Regions from separate parts of the Mus musculus genome. Here regions 1, 3 and 4 are each linked to region 2. Evidence: chromatin contacts called from public HiChIP or PLAC-seq and Micro-C data. All regions are on one chromosome and are shown on one strand. The core of a region is the stretch at or near the end of the contact, and the rest is flanking DNA. Distances in the headings are between cores, read along the strand shown.

What was found. Hi-C and Micro-C count contacts between places; a contact is called where the count stands out from the background. HiChIP or PLAC-seq counts read pairs in DNA pulled down with a chosen protein or histone mark.
Region 1: an H3K27ac HiChIP or PLAC-seq map of VIP interneurons shows a contact between it and region 2, with 6 times the contacts expected there. The contact joins the enhancer-like site here to the promoter of Galnt18 in region 2. A contact is called at or near these places in 3 of 39 promoter capture datasets (the 3T3-L1 cell line, cranial neural crest and frontonasal cranial neural crest), 1 of 484 Hi-C or Micro-C datasets (cerebral cortex), 4 of 115 datasets of contacts at active chromatin or transcription factors (SST interneurons, VIP interneurons, embryonic forebrain and 1 more) and 1 of 9 other capture datasets (embryonic stem cells).
Region 3: a contact with region 2 is called in an H3K4me3 HiChIP or PLAC-seq map of embryonic forebrain, with 4 times the contacts expected there. The contact joins the enhancer-like site here to the promoter of Galnt18 in region 2. A contact is called at or near these places in 4 of 39 promoter capture datasets (the 3T3-L1 cell line, 3T3-L1-derived adipocytes and hippocampal neurons) and 3 of 115 datasets of contacts at active chromatin or transcription factors (embryonic forebrain, embryonic limb bud and forebrain).
Region 4: a Micro-C map of muscle stem cells shows a contact between it and region 2, with 4 times the contacts expected there. The contact joins the enhancer-like site here to the promoter of Galnt18 in region 2. A contact is called at or near these places in 6 of 39 promoter capture datasets (the 3T3-L1 cell line, 3T3-L1-derived adipocytes, hematopoietic stem and progenitor cells and 2 more), 1 of 15 datasets of contacts at CTCF or cohesin (the NIH/3T3 cell line), 3 of 484 Hi-C or Micro-C datasets (forebrain, muscle stem cells and myocytes) and 4 of 115 datasets of contacts at active chromatin or transcription factors (the NIH/3T3 cell line, embryonic basal ganglia, embryonic forebrain and 1 more).

The regions. Positions count from the first base shown.
Region 1 is chr7:111,296,020-111,298,719 of GRCm38.p6, forward strand. No RefSeq gene overlaps it. Among named protein-coding and RNA genes, the nearest start is that of Gm33145, 12 kb to the left of the region's middle. Within about 2 kb of position 1,407, at least 18 of the 459 cell types and tissues checked have an H3K27ac peak or open chromatin away from gene starts, as enhancers often do. A contact at or near this core is called in SST interneurons, VIP interneurons and cerebral cortex, where this site is marked.
Region 2 is chr7:111,778,623-111,781,322 of GRCm38.p6, forward strand. Galnt18 (polypeptide N-acetylgalactosaminyltransferase 18) reads right to left here and starts at 1,355. Exons shown (of 11, transcript NM_001360903.1): 1 at 691-1,355. The coding sequence starts at 925.
Region 3 is chr7:111,412,659-111,415,400 of GRCm38.p6, forward strand. No RefSeq gene overlaps it. Among named protein-coding and RNA genes, the nearest start is that of Gm33145, 130 kb to the left of the region's middle. Within about 2 kb of position 1,358, at least 3 of the 459 cell types and tissues checked have an H3K27ac peak or open chromatin away from gene starts, as enhancers often do.
Region 4 is chr7:111,366,158-111,368,857 of GRCm38.p6, forward strand. No RefSeq gene overlaps it. Among named protein-coding and RNA genes, the nearest start is that of Gm33145, 82 kb to the left of the region's middle. Within about 2 kb of position 1,279, at least 44 of the 459 cell types and tissues checked have an H3K27ac peak or open chromatin away from gene starts, as enhancers often do. A contact at or near this core is called in muscle stem cells and myocytes, where this site is marked.

The DNA.
Region 1 (2,700 bases), core at 157-2,656, 480 kb before region 2:
TGGAAGTAGTCTACCCGGTGCTGCTACCCTCAGCAGAGCCCTCCTTCTTCCAAAGGTCTACTGTGGGGAAGGGTGGGTTTGAGAGAAAGACCAAATTATATCCAGAGGCCACAGTAACACTGAATGGACTTGCTTAATCTCTGAGCCCCATTTCATTATACATCAGACAACAACAAATATTGCCTCCCAGGTTTGGTGTAGGTTTCAACCAGGGCAGGACTTTGTGCCCATTGTGCCTACAGTCTTCCTAGTGGTGGATATTTTACAAACATCCACGTTTCATTTTAATGGGAAAGCATCTGGGAAGTTACGGTGTAATTCAAACTAATCTGTGAAAGAGAGAACAGTCATGGAGAGAATTAGGCATAGCCCAAAGTGCTTCTAAGTTCTCTGGAAGCTGAACATCTCTGACACCCCTGCCTTCCATCTTATGATGTACATCTCCAGCGGCCACTAAAGACATCCTTTTTCCTTCCTTCCTTCCTTCCTTCCTTCCTTCCTTCCTTCCTTCCTTCCTTCCTTCCTTCCTCCTCTTCCTCCTCCTCCTCCTCCTCCTCCTCCTTCTTCTTCTTCTTCTTCTTCTCTCTTTCTCTCTCTCTCTCTCTCTCTCTCTCTCTCTCTCTCTCTCTCTCTCTCTCTCTCTCTCTCTCTTTTTCTCTCATATCTCTGAGGGTGAGATTTAGGAAACTGCTTTGTGAACAATCTCTCTGATTGTCTCCCAGCATCATATTGGTAAATATAAAGCAGGTGGAAATAACACAGCCAGGGCTCTGGATGCATCACAACCCTCGGCAGAGACAACTAAATACCCAGAGGAGTCCACCTGCCTTGGGGAGACTCCCACGATAGACAAGAATTACCATCCTCTCAGCTCTTTCAACATTCATCCATCTCAAGCCTCAGTTTCAGGCATCTTGTGTCTCTGATCTCCATTGACCCCGAGTCTTGTCCAGATTAGTTACACCTGCTGGAGGCAAGGCTCCCAAGGAGGTTGCCTAATTCACCATGGATGAAAGCTGCTTTTCCTGCTTGGCCTTCATGCACCTTTGATCTATCTTTGCTTTCTTTTCTTCAAGTACTTTATGCTTCTTCCCTTTTCCTTCAGTTTCCATGGAGATTGCCATATGCTGGCACATGTACAACATGTACCTGTACCAACCCCTTCTTAGGCAGAATTGGAAGCTCCTGTGACTCACTGAGTAATGCCCAGCACACAGCAGGTGCCTAGTAAATGCCAGTCCTCATGACCCATTTCTGTTCCCACCTGCTCCAGTTGATTGCGAAACTTCCCAGAAAAATATGGGACATTTTTACATTATTACTAAGTTTCTAAATCTGATCAGTGTGTGGGGCCAGCAGCTGGGTTTCCATGCCTGCATACCAATGAGGCCTCGCCTGGAGCAGAATAGCATGTGCCCATAAACCATGACCTCTATTATCCAGGGAGTCAGGCAGCAATGGCAGCTGCCCCTATACACATCCTTCCATCCCCATTGTGGGGATGGCAGAGGCAGGCAACACGAAGTGCTAGCAAATACTTTCTATAGTGTTGTGCATGGAACATACTTGTTCTATTCTTTCCAGCTGGGATGGGCTTTTTTTTTTCCAATTAAAAATTAAAATAGCTGCTGAATTTATATTCATTTCCTGAACCCACGATTCACGCTCCATTTCTCACAGCAGCCGGCACTATCTCCAAGCTCATCTTCTTACATCAACTTTTGGAAACAGCAGCTTAAAAATCAGCACGGTTAAAAATGGCTCCCTTATGCCAGAGAACAGGAGAATCAGGTTGAGGAGAGCAGGAGGAGGCCATGTAGCTCCATCGCTTTCCTAGGGAACAGAGACCAAAGACCGTCTCCACTACTACCCTGTGCTTTCTCTGGCTCAGCTTTAGGGTGGGGGCACAGTTGTTTCAGTTTGCATTTTAGAATCATCTTTATAAGTAGCTACGTTTTGTATCTTCCTATTGTACATTTTGTAATCCCTCCTATTGTGTGTGTATGTGTGTGTGTGTGTAGGTCGGAGGGTGATACTGGATGCTTTCCTTAGTTGCTCTCCACCTTGGTTTTGAGACAAGGTCTCATCCATCCAGAGATTGCTTAGCTAGCCTGACTAGCCAGTGAACCTTTGGGATCTGCCGTTTGGTCCCTAGAACCCGGAGGTCACAGATACATGCTGCAGGATGCTGGGGATCTGAACGCAGCCCCCCATGCTTGCAGAGCAAGCACTTTATTTATTGAGCCATCTCCCCACCCCATTCCCATCCAAATTCTTAGTTCTGTTCTGTGAACCCATGTGGATTAAGTCTTTCACAACACAGTTCTTTGAAGATGCCTCTATTGCTCTCTGGAAAGTTGAGTTGTGTTATCCAAAAAGGTTTATTGAAATCTTTACTTCCAGGACCTTAGGGTGTGCTATCTCTTGTGAGGCTATGCCAGTGCCCGGCAAATACAGAAGTGGATGCTCACAGTCATCTACTGGATGGAACACAGGGCCCCTAAGAAGGAGCTAGAGAAAGTACCCAAGGAGCTAAAGGGGTCTGCAACCCTATAGGTAGAACAACAATATGAACTAACAGTATCTCTCAGAGCTTGTGTCTCTAGTTGCATATGTAGCAGAGGATGGCCTAGTCGGCCATCAATGGGAGGAGAGGTCCTTGGTCTTTTGAAGATTATATGCCCCAGTACAGGGGAATGC
Region 2 (2,700 bases), core at 105-2,604:
TCTTGGGTTTGACACCTGCTCCTTAGGGGAGGATCCTGGATAGGCAGGTGTGCTCTAGGTGGGGACAGTTTTCTACTTAAGATGCCCCCTGCAGTCCCAGTCCTACTGAGACTGACTGAGGCTGGAGCCAATACTGGGCCGATGTAATTTTCTACTCCGCATTTGTCTTGAAGCTTGCTGCTCCTTAAAACCCACAGTTAGAGTCATACAAGGCATTTCTCTTGTCCCTTACAAGCCCGGCAAATAAGCTCTTTTGCCCTCACATTCTCTCTTGGAAGCACAAACATCCAGTCAGACACACTCCCGGACTAGTGTGAGATCCTGCGATCCTGGAAAGGAGCACCCTGGAATCATACGCACGTTTGGACACGTGCACATCGCGTCCCCATACTGACAGCAAGCTACACACACACACACACAGACACACACACACACACACACACACACACACACACACACACACACACACCACCTGTGCACACGCGTACACAGGGAAGACTCACAGGGCGGCAGACACAAAAGATCCAGGACACCAGTCCTTGCAATCCCTCCAACCACGTAGCTGCCAACCTATAGCCCTCCCTGCAATCGCTGGTCTCCTACGCATTGGCCCCAGCGCATCCCACAAGCAGAACACACTGGGCACTCCCGGGCCTCGCGCCTGGCTCAAGTTTCTCAGGACGCCTGTACCTTGGATATGCTGTTTGATGACATTCTCCAAGTGGTCCAGCCGCTCGATAATTTTCAGGGTGTCCCCTTTATCTTCCTCCAGCTTCTTGTCGGGCACTGGCTCCTGCCCCCGCACATACACGCTGGCGATGTAGTTGGTGACCCAGCCCACGTACAGCAGGCATATGATGTTGGTCATGCCGCTTAGGATCACGCAAGTGGACACCAAAGTTTTGGTCTTCCTGGTACACACCATTCTGGGGTCCTTCCTCCATATAGAGCACCCGGGGCCCCTCCTCGCTGTACACCCCAAACTCCCCCGCGCTCAACCCCCTTGGCACGTCTGGGGTCTCTGGGTGCGCCAGCACCTAAGTCTCTCCAAAGGCGGGTCTCCTGGCAGTGTGAGCTGCGGCGCACAACTTTGCAGCTCCGGCCGCTGGCCACCCTGAGAAAGAGCTCCACAAAGAAAACGAGGTGGGTCTAGATTTTTGTTTTGGGCTTTTCCCCCGCAAATTCAAAATCCCCGAGCTTTTCCCTAGGCGGTCACGGGTGGCCGGCAGTGGCGAGACGAGACCTGCAGGGCTGGGAAACTTTGTCACTGCCAGGGCCCAGCCGCGTTGCTTTCCATCTCCAGTGCTGGCTGCCTGGGAGATGCCACCAGCCCTCCGCTCGCCGCTCAGGAGAACCGCGGCTGTGGCTGCGACCAGAGGAGCGAAGCAGAGCGGCCCGGCCCCCTCCGAGCGACAAGCGCCGCCACCAATCGCGCTCTGGCTCTGGAAAAGGGTCGGGACTGGGCGGCTGCGGACCAACGAGGAGGGGCCAGGGGGCGGAGCCCCGCCCCGCGCCCCACCTGCTGGCAGCAGGCTCCGGTCCGGACACAGCTGAGTCTCCCGCGCCCTCGGGCCACCCTAGGGCCTGCAGATCAGGAACCTCCAGTCCCCGCCCAGGCCGGCAGATTCCACCTCTAGAGTAATTCCCCGCTCGCGCTCCCGCTAAGAAGCCCAAGCTTTGGGGACCAAGATGCTCCTATACCCTCACCTTCCCCAACTGAGGGCATTCTGCTTTTCCACCTGAAAAAACGGACTCCTCGCCTCCATCTCCTTTTTGATAATGGAGACTCAAACCATACAAGTGGCTAGGCCTCATAATGTCCACACCTTATGCTTCTTGAGCCTTTACTCTGCCTCTCTCTGTTGGTCTCCCGGGTGTCACCAAATGCCTTCCGGAAATCTCTAGGAGAGGCATAGTGAATAGTGAGGGTGTCTCTGCAATCGTTGGTCACATCTATGCACTATGCAGCTCCCTGGACGAATTCATGCTCTGGGAGCCGTTACTGCTTATGGATATCACTACACCCCACGTCTAAGGAAGCCTTATACGCAGTATTGGGACAAGAGGATGCAATTCTCCATGACTTGTATAATTCCCACACATTCAGTGTTCATGGCTATCAAGTGGTCGACAGAGCCTTTCTGGAGAGAGGATGTAGAAACACACACACACACACACACACACACAGAGAGAGAGAGAGAGAGAGAGAGGCTCCTGGGTTTGATGCTCCTGTATGTGTTAGTTACATGAGCTTGAGCAAGGGTCAGAACACCATAAGAGACATTTCCCCCATCTATCAAATATCAACAATACCTTCCTGCTTATAAGTATTAAATGAGAGGATATACCAAAAGGGCTTAGGACAGGACACACAGTGGGTGCCCAGGCTCCTGTGGTTATCATTCCAGGATGCAGTTCCTCCCTTCCCGGGTCCAAGAACACCACCTGGCTGCTCAGCAAACCTTGATTTTTCTATTGACCACTCTCAGCTCTTCTCCCCTACTGGAAGCTACAGAGTCTAAGGCTGTGGGCAGCAAGAAGGAGCTTGTCCTCTAGCTGGCTTGGTTCCACCTCATTGGCTTTCTGCTTGAATGTCTTTCTTTACCATCAGCAATTCAGCCACAGGGGCTGATAGAAGGAATGCTGCTGGGCCTGATTGCCCCACATACCCTCAGATTCCAACTCAAGATCCCCAAAACC
Region 3 (2,742 bases), core at 108-2,607, 370 kb before region 2:
ATCGGACTGTATCCTTTTCCTAACGCTTCCCTTCTTCCATTGTAGTCACCCTCATTCCCGCCTGCCCTTCCCAACCTCTGATAGACTCTATTCTCTTCTCCTCTATAGAATCGATCCTTTTAGTGCCTGTGTATGAGTCTATGAATGTATATGATGTTTGCTTGACTTACTGAACTTAGCATGTTTTGCAGTTCCCACCCACATTATAGCAAATGGCTGAATAATATTCCATTTGTGTATCTATACCACATTTTCTTTATCTGTTCTTTCACTGATGGACATTTTGGCTGATATGATGACATATGCTGGCTGCTGCAAACCAGTTCTGCAGTAAATAAGAGTGTATTCATCTCTAATGCTTTCACTGCCATTTCTTTCTAAATACACTTTGGAGTCAGATTGCTGGATCATATGGTGGTTCTACGGGAAGTGTTTGAGGATAATCGTCCCATGCTGTTCTCAGTCATGGCTGTACTAATGCACATTTGCATCAAGGGAGTCATGGTCCCCCTTCTCACAGCCTGGCTACTGTTTACTGTTTTTATCTTCTTGATCACATCCCTGCTGGCAGGGCTGAGATGGGATCTTCTCATGGCTTAAATTTGCATTTTCCCAATTAGCAATGCTTTCCCCATCAATTTCTTGGCTATTTTTGTGTTTTCCTTAGAGGAAAAGTGAGGAAAGTCCATTTATATCACGTGCCTGTTTTTAAAATCTGACCCTTTGGTGTTTAGCTGCCAGAATTTCTCTTTGTTTCTTGCATGCTCTGATTTTAGTCCCTTGTCAGGCAGGGAGTGCCAGACAGCTTCTTCCATGCTGCTCTCCTAGCTCTGTTCAGGCTCATAGTGTTTAGTTTCCTGTGCAACCAAGTTCTACCCAAGAAACGCATCTCCTCACCCCCACACTGTCTTTCTCCAACATTTCCTTTGGTTTCTGCTGGCCTGCATAGTCTCAGGGCTTAGCCTTCAGTCCAAAATCCATTTTGAATTGGTATGTGTATGTGTGCACATGTGTGTACATGTGTGTGTGTGTGTGTGTGTGTGTGTGTGTGTGTGTGTGCGAGAGAGAGAGAGAGAGAGAGAGAGAGAGAGAGAGAGAGAGAGAGAGAAAGAAAGAGAATGTGTGTGGTGAGAGACTTGCAGTCTAGTTTGACCCTTCTGAATATGGACATCCGGTTTCCCTCATAGACTTTATTGAAAAGATCATTGCACTGGGCTTTTGACATTTGCTTTTTTATTTATGTCCTGTTATTTTAAGCCACCGAGTCATTTCCTCCGGGTGGCCTTTCCCCCCTTTTCTTTATCTTCAAAATTCAGTTCAAATGTCAATGCTAACTTCCCACACACTACTCGAAACTGTGTCATTTCCCTGGGACTGCTCCCTTCCCACTCTTATAAACATTTATAAAGGTCTTCACTGCCCACATGAGACTGTGGGGGCTCAGACAGCTCTGGACCTGTATTCATTCATCTCAGCATTCCTGGTACCTAGTTCAATGTCTCCTTCATAGCAACTGCTTAATAAATAAAAAAATGAGTGAATGAATGAGTGGGAAACCTGGATGAGAGACTGGAAAAAAATGAGAGAGGGAGAGGAAGAAGGAAAGGGGGGGGGCAAGGAAGAAAGGAGGAAGGGGAGGCAAGCAGTTGAACATACAAGGGTATGTGGTAGAGAGAACACACTTTACATAGATCTGAGGACAATAGCTGTGTTTGGGATTGGGTGGTTTTGGTTGGTTTCATGCTAAAAGAAAAGGAAGTTGAAATATGAAATGGAAGAAGAAATCTGCTGCTTCTTCCTGGAGACAGCTTGGTCATGGAGAAGGGCCAGTAACCAAAAAGAGGAGGAAAGTGAAGGCATGCTCTTTCCAGGAACAAGGGCCAGTAACCAAAAAGAGGAGGAATGTGAAGGCATGCTCTTTCCAGGAACAAGGGCCAGTAACCAAAAAGAGGGGGAAAGTGAAGGCATGCTCTTTCCAGGAACACCTAGGGCACAGGCAGTGAGGAAGGAACCGAGTTGGGAAAAAGACATTGGAGCAGAGTGTGTGAATGAAAGCATGAGAGATTTAGCTATTCCTTTCTCTCAATTGTCCAGAGCCCAGCACAGTGATTGACACATAGTAGCTATTTGATAACTAGGTCCTAGATGGGCCATAGGAGGTGTGTGTACAAAGCACTAATGAGGCTCAAGGCACCAACAGTTTCACTCTGGGATAAGTGAGCCAGAGACCTCTCTGTCTCTAAGTGTCTAAGAGAATTCTGATGCCAGTAGATGCAAGGAACATACACATAGACTTGTGTAACAGTGGCTTATTTTTCTCTTGTTATTTGAGTGTGTGTGTGTGTGTGTGTGTGTGTTAGTATATTTCTCAGACACTGAATGCTTGCAGGTGGGGATCTCTGGCTTCAGAGGAAGTCTTTTCTCTCACATGAATGGAGGGAGGCTGCAGCCAAGAGGAGCCACCTACTTTCCCTGACATCTTTATTCCTAGAGAATCAGACACTATATGCAACTGCCCCTTTCTTCTTCATGTGCAGTTTTAAAAACCGAGGCTAACTAAGATGGAGACTCAACTACAAATTCTTTTGCTTGTGTTTTGGAGACAGGATTAAACTTCCACAGTGTTCATTGCTAACCCAAAGAAGGTGATCAGCTACATATTGCAGGCAGGATGCAACATCCCTGACCCGACTTCCAGAGTGCCATGTTGCCTAGACCACGTAGTAGAGAAGACAGGGTGGT
Region 4 (2,700 bases), core at 29-2,528, 410 kb before region 2:
CTGAGAAATGGGATAATAGCACTTTAAGCCAACCCACATCAATCTCTGTTACAAGCCTGCTTAGTGCCATGCCATGGCTTAGTAGCCATAGAGACCACCAAAGCTGAACAGTACACATTTCATGTAGTTCAAATAACTCCAGACTCCATGGCTTTGCACTCACAGGAATGCATCCTCAAGAAGTCATCTTTTAGTTTTCTTCTGGTGGCAAGTTTAGGAAAATGGAAAAGTCTTTGGAATTACCTCCTCAGCCACTTTAGGCTCTTGGTTTCCAAGATGATGCTTCTGGGGACTCACTTCTCTCGGTGCTCACATTTCACAGGATCTGCTGGTATTCGTGACTACTCATCAAGGTGAGTCCCATCCAACAGGGTCTCTCTTCTGGCTTTGAAAGGGTAACCACTTGGCTGCAGTGCTCATTCTGGGCATGCATGGGAGCTGGGTGGGGCTTGGTGGGCCTCTGGAACATGTCTAGTTTCCTAGTCGACAGGACTGCTTGTTTCCCTTTCCTTCCCCCTGCATCCACAGTCCAGCAGCCATGGCTCCTCCCATGATGCTTTCTGGGCACTTGCCACAAGAACTGAGACTGCTCTACAGTAGAATTCCACGAAGAACCTTGACTTTGTACCAGCTTCGGCTCAAGGTATAGATCTCACTGTAGAAAGGGGGCCTTGTGAGGTCACCACAGAGACCCTCTAGAGTACGGCCAGGCTAACGTGCACTTCTGAGGCCTTGGGCGACTCCATACTCATCCCTCACTAGATCTGATTCCTCATTTGCATAATGAAACACTAAGGTGCCCCTTTCTCTGATCTAGTGCAGTCAAATAAAAATATTGATATTGCCAGGAATGTATGTGCCGAAGTCCATGTGATAAGGGCTTGGTCCTCAACATGGTGCCTTTGGGAGATCATGGAACTTTAAGGGGTGGTGTCCAGTGGGACATCCTTAGGTCATTGGGAGTGTACTCTGGAATAGGATGCTGGGATTCCAGCCCCGCCCTTCTCTAGTTTTCTTTGGCTTCCCAGCTGTGGTGTTTTCTGCTCCCATATACTCCCACCACAATTTACTACTTTGCCCCAGGCCCAGGGTGACAGGGACAATCAATCATATCCTAAAGCTTCCAGAACTATTAACCTAAATAAACTTTTTCTCTCTGTAAGTTGGTTACTTCAGGCAATTCCTTATGTGATGGAATGCTGACTAATACAGATGGGTGAAGACAGAGGTCTTTGAAACAGATGAAGCTGTCATGAGTGGAGCCCTCTTATTGGCTAAGGTTTTGTTCTGTTGGCATCTGGTATGAGAAGATGACTTAGTCAGCAGCCATTTGGCTCCAGGAATAGAAACAGCCGGAACTCCACTTAAGAGCTGGAAGATGGGGGATTTTCAAGCTTCTAATTGCAGGGAATTACGACCAAGGTGGATTCTCAGAGACTGAGTCATCAGTAAGTCTTCTTCTTGGCCTCTCTTGGCTGCATCTCTGAGCCCAGCTCTTTCCCCAAGTTCATGGCAGTTCTACTGTCACAGTTATTCCCGGTGTGGCCTGCCTGGCAGTGGCTGCAGCTTGATCCGCACTTCTCACCATCACCGTACAACTTACCAGTCTCGGTAGCCTCAGGCCCACCGTGGGAGAGGTGTCCTCCTTAGCTTTCTCTGGGATATGCTACATGAGAGTACTATTCTATGGGACCTAGGCCTGAGTCAGTAAGGTATACAGGTAAGCTAGCTACTACTTCCTGGGATTCAGTGAACATCCCAGTGTTTCAATTGCTGTGAGTCAAGTGTGTCTTGGGGTCCTAGTTATAGTGCAAGGTGACACAGAGACTCAATGACAACACAGGGCTAAAATGTGGTCCTCTAAACTCATAGCATAAGATCTTCCCAGAGCATCACTATGGTCTTTCTCTTGTTCAAACACAGAGAAGAACTGGCCTTTGATGGATATGCTCTACCACTGAGTTGCAGAAAACAAAATGACATAACATTACAGCCATGCAGAATGTATTGTAATAAGCCTGGGGAGGCAGAAAGGAGCATTCATAGATTGACCATCAGCTGCTAGATCTCCTCAGGACACATTTTGGATTCCTTCCCTTGCCTTATGACTACATCTCCAAATACAGCAAGAGAATGTATGTGCTCTGTCCTGTATCCACACCCTCCCAACTGTACCAGAATAAAAGAACACAAGAGAAACAAGGCTAGGCCCTACGACTGCAGTAAATAAACAGGCAAGATTTCTGCCATGAGGAATCTAAGGACAGACAAAGTCATTTTTTGATTTGCTGTGACAAGAAGCTGTGGGAGTACATACAGACCTGGCCTGGCTCCCAGGAAGACCCTGGCAAGGCCTGAGAATGAATTGTGCCCACTGCTGGGGTTTCTGAATGTGCCTAGAGTTATGTTTTCCTTGTGGCTTTTCTCCTGGGCTCCCATAGCTACAGGTAATATGATCACATCCATGCCACAGATCAGGAACTGAGTAGAAGTTTGTATGCATTAGCTCATGTTACATGGTTTGAGAAACAGCGTTACAGTCTGTCTGTCACACAGAACATCACTGGGGACTTGTGTCAGTGGACATACAACCATGTGACAACTGATAAGTTGGCAGTGTTACTCAACAGCAGCTGGAGGCTGGGAGAAGGAGCAGCCAAGAGCAGGAGGTGGTCTGGGGCCTTGGAGGGCCATGTAAAG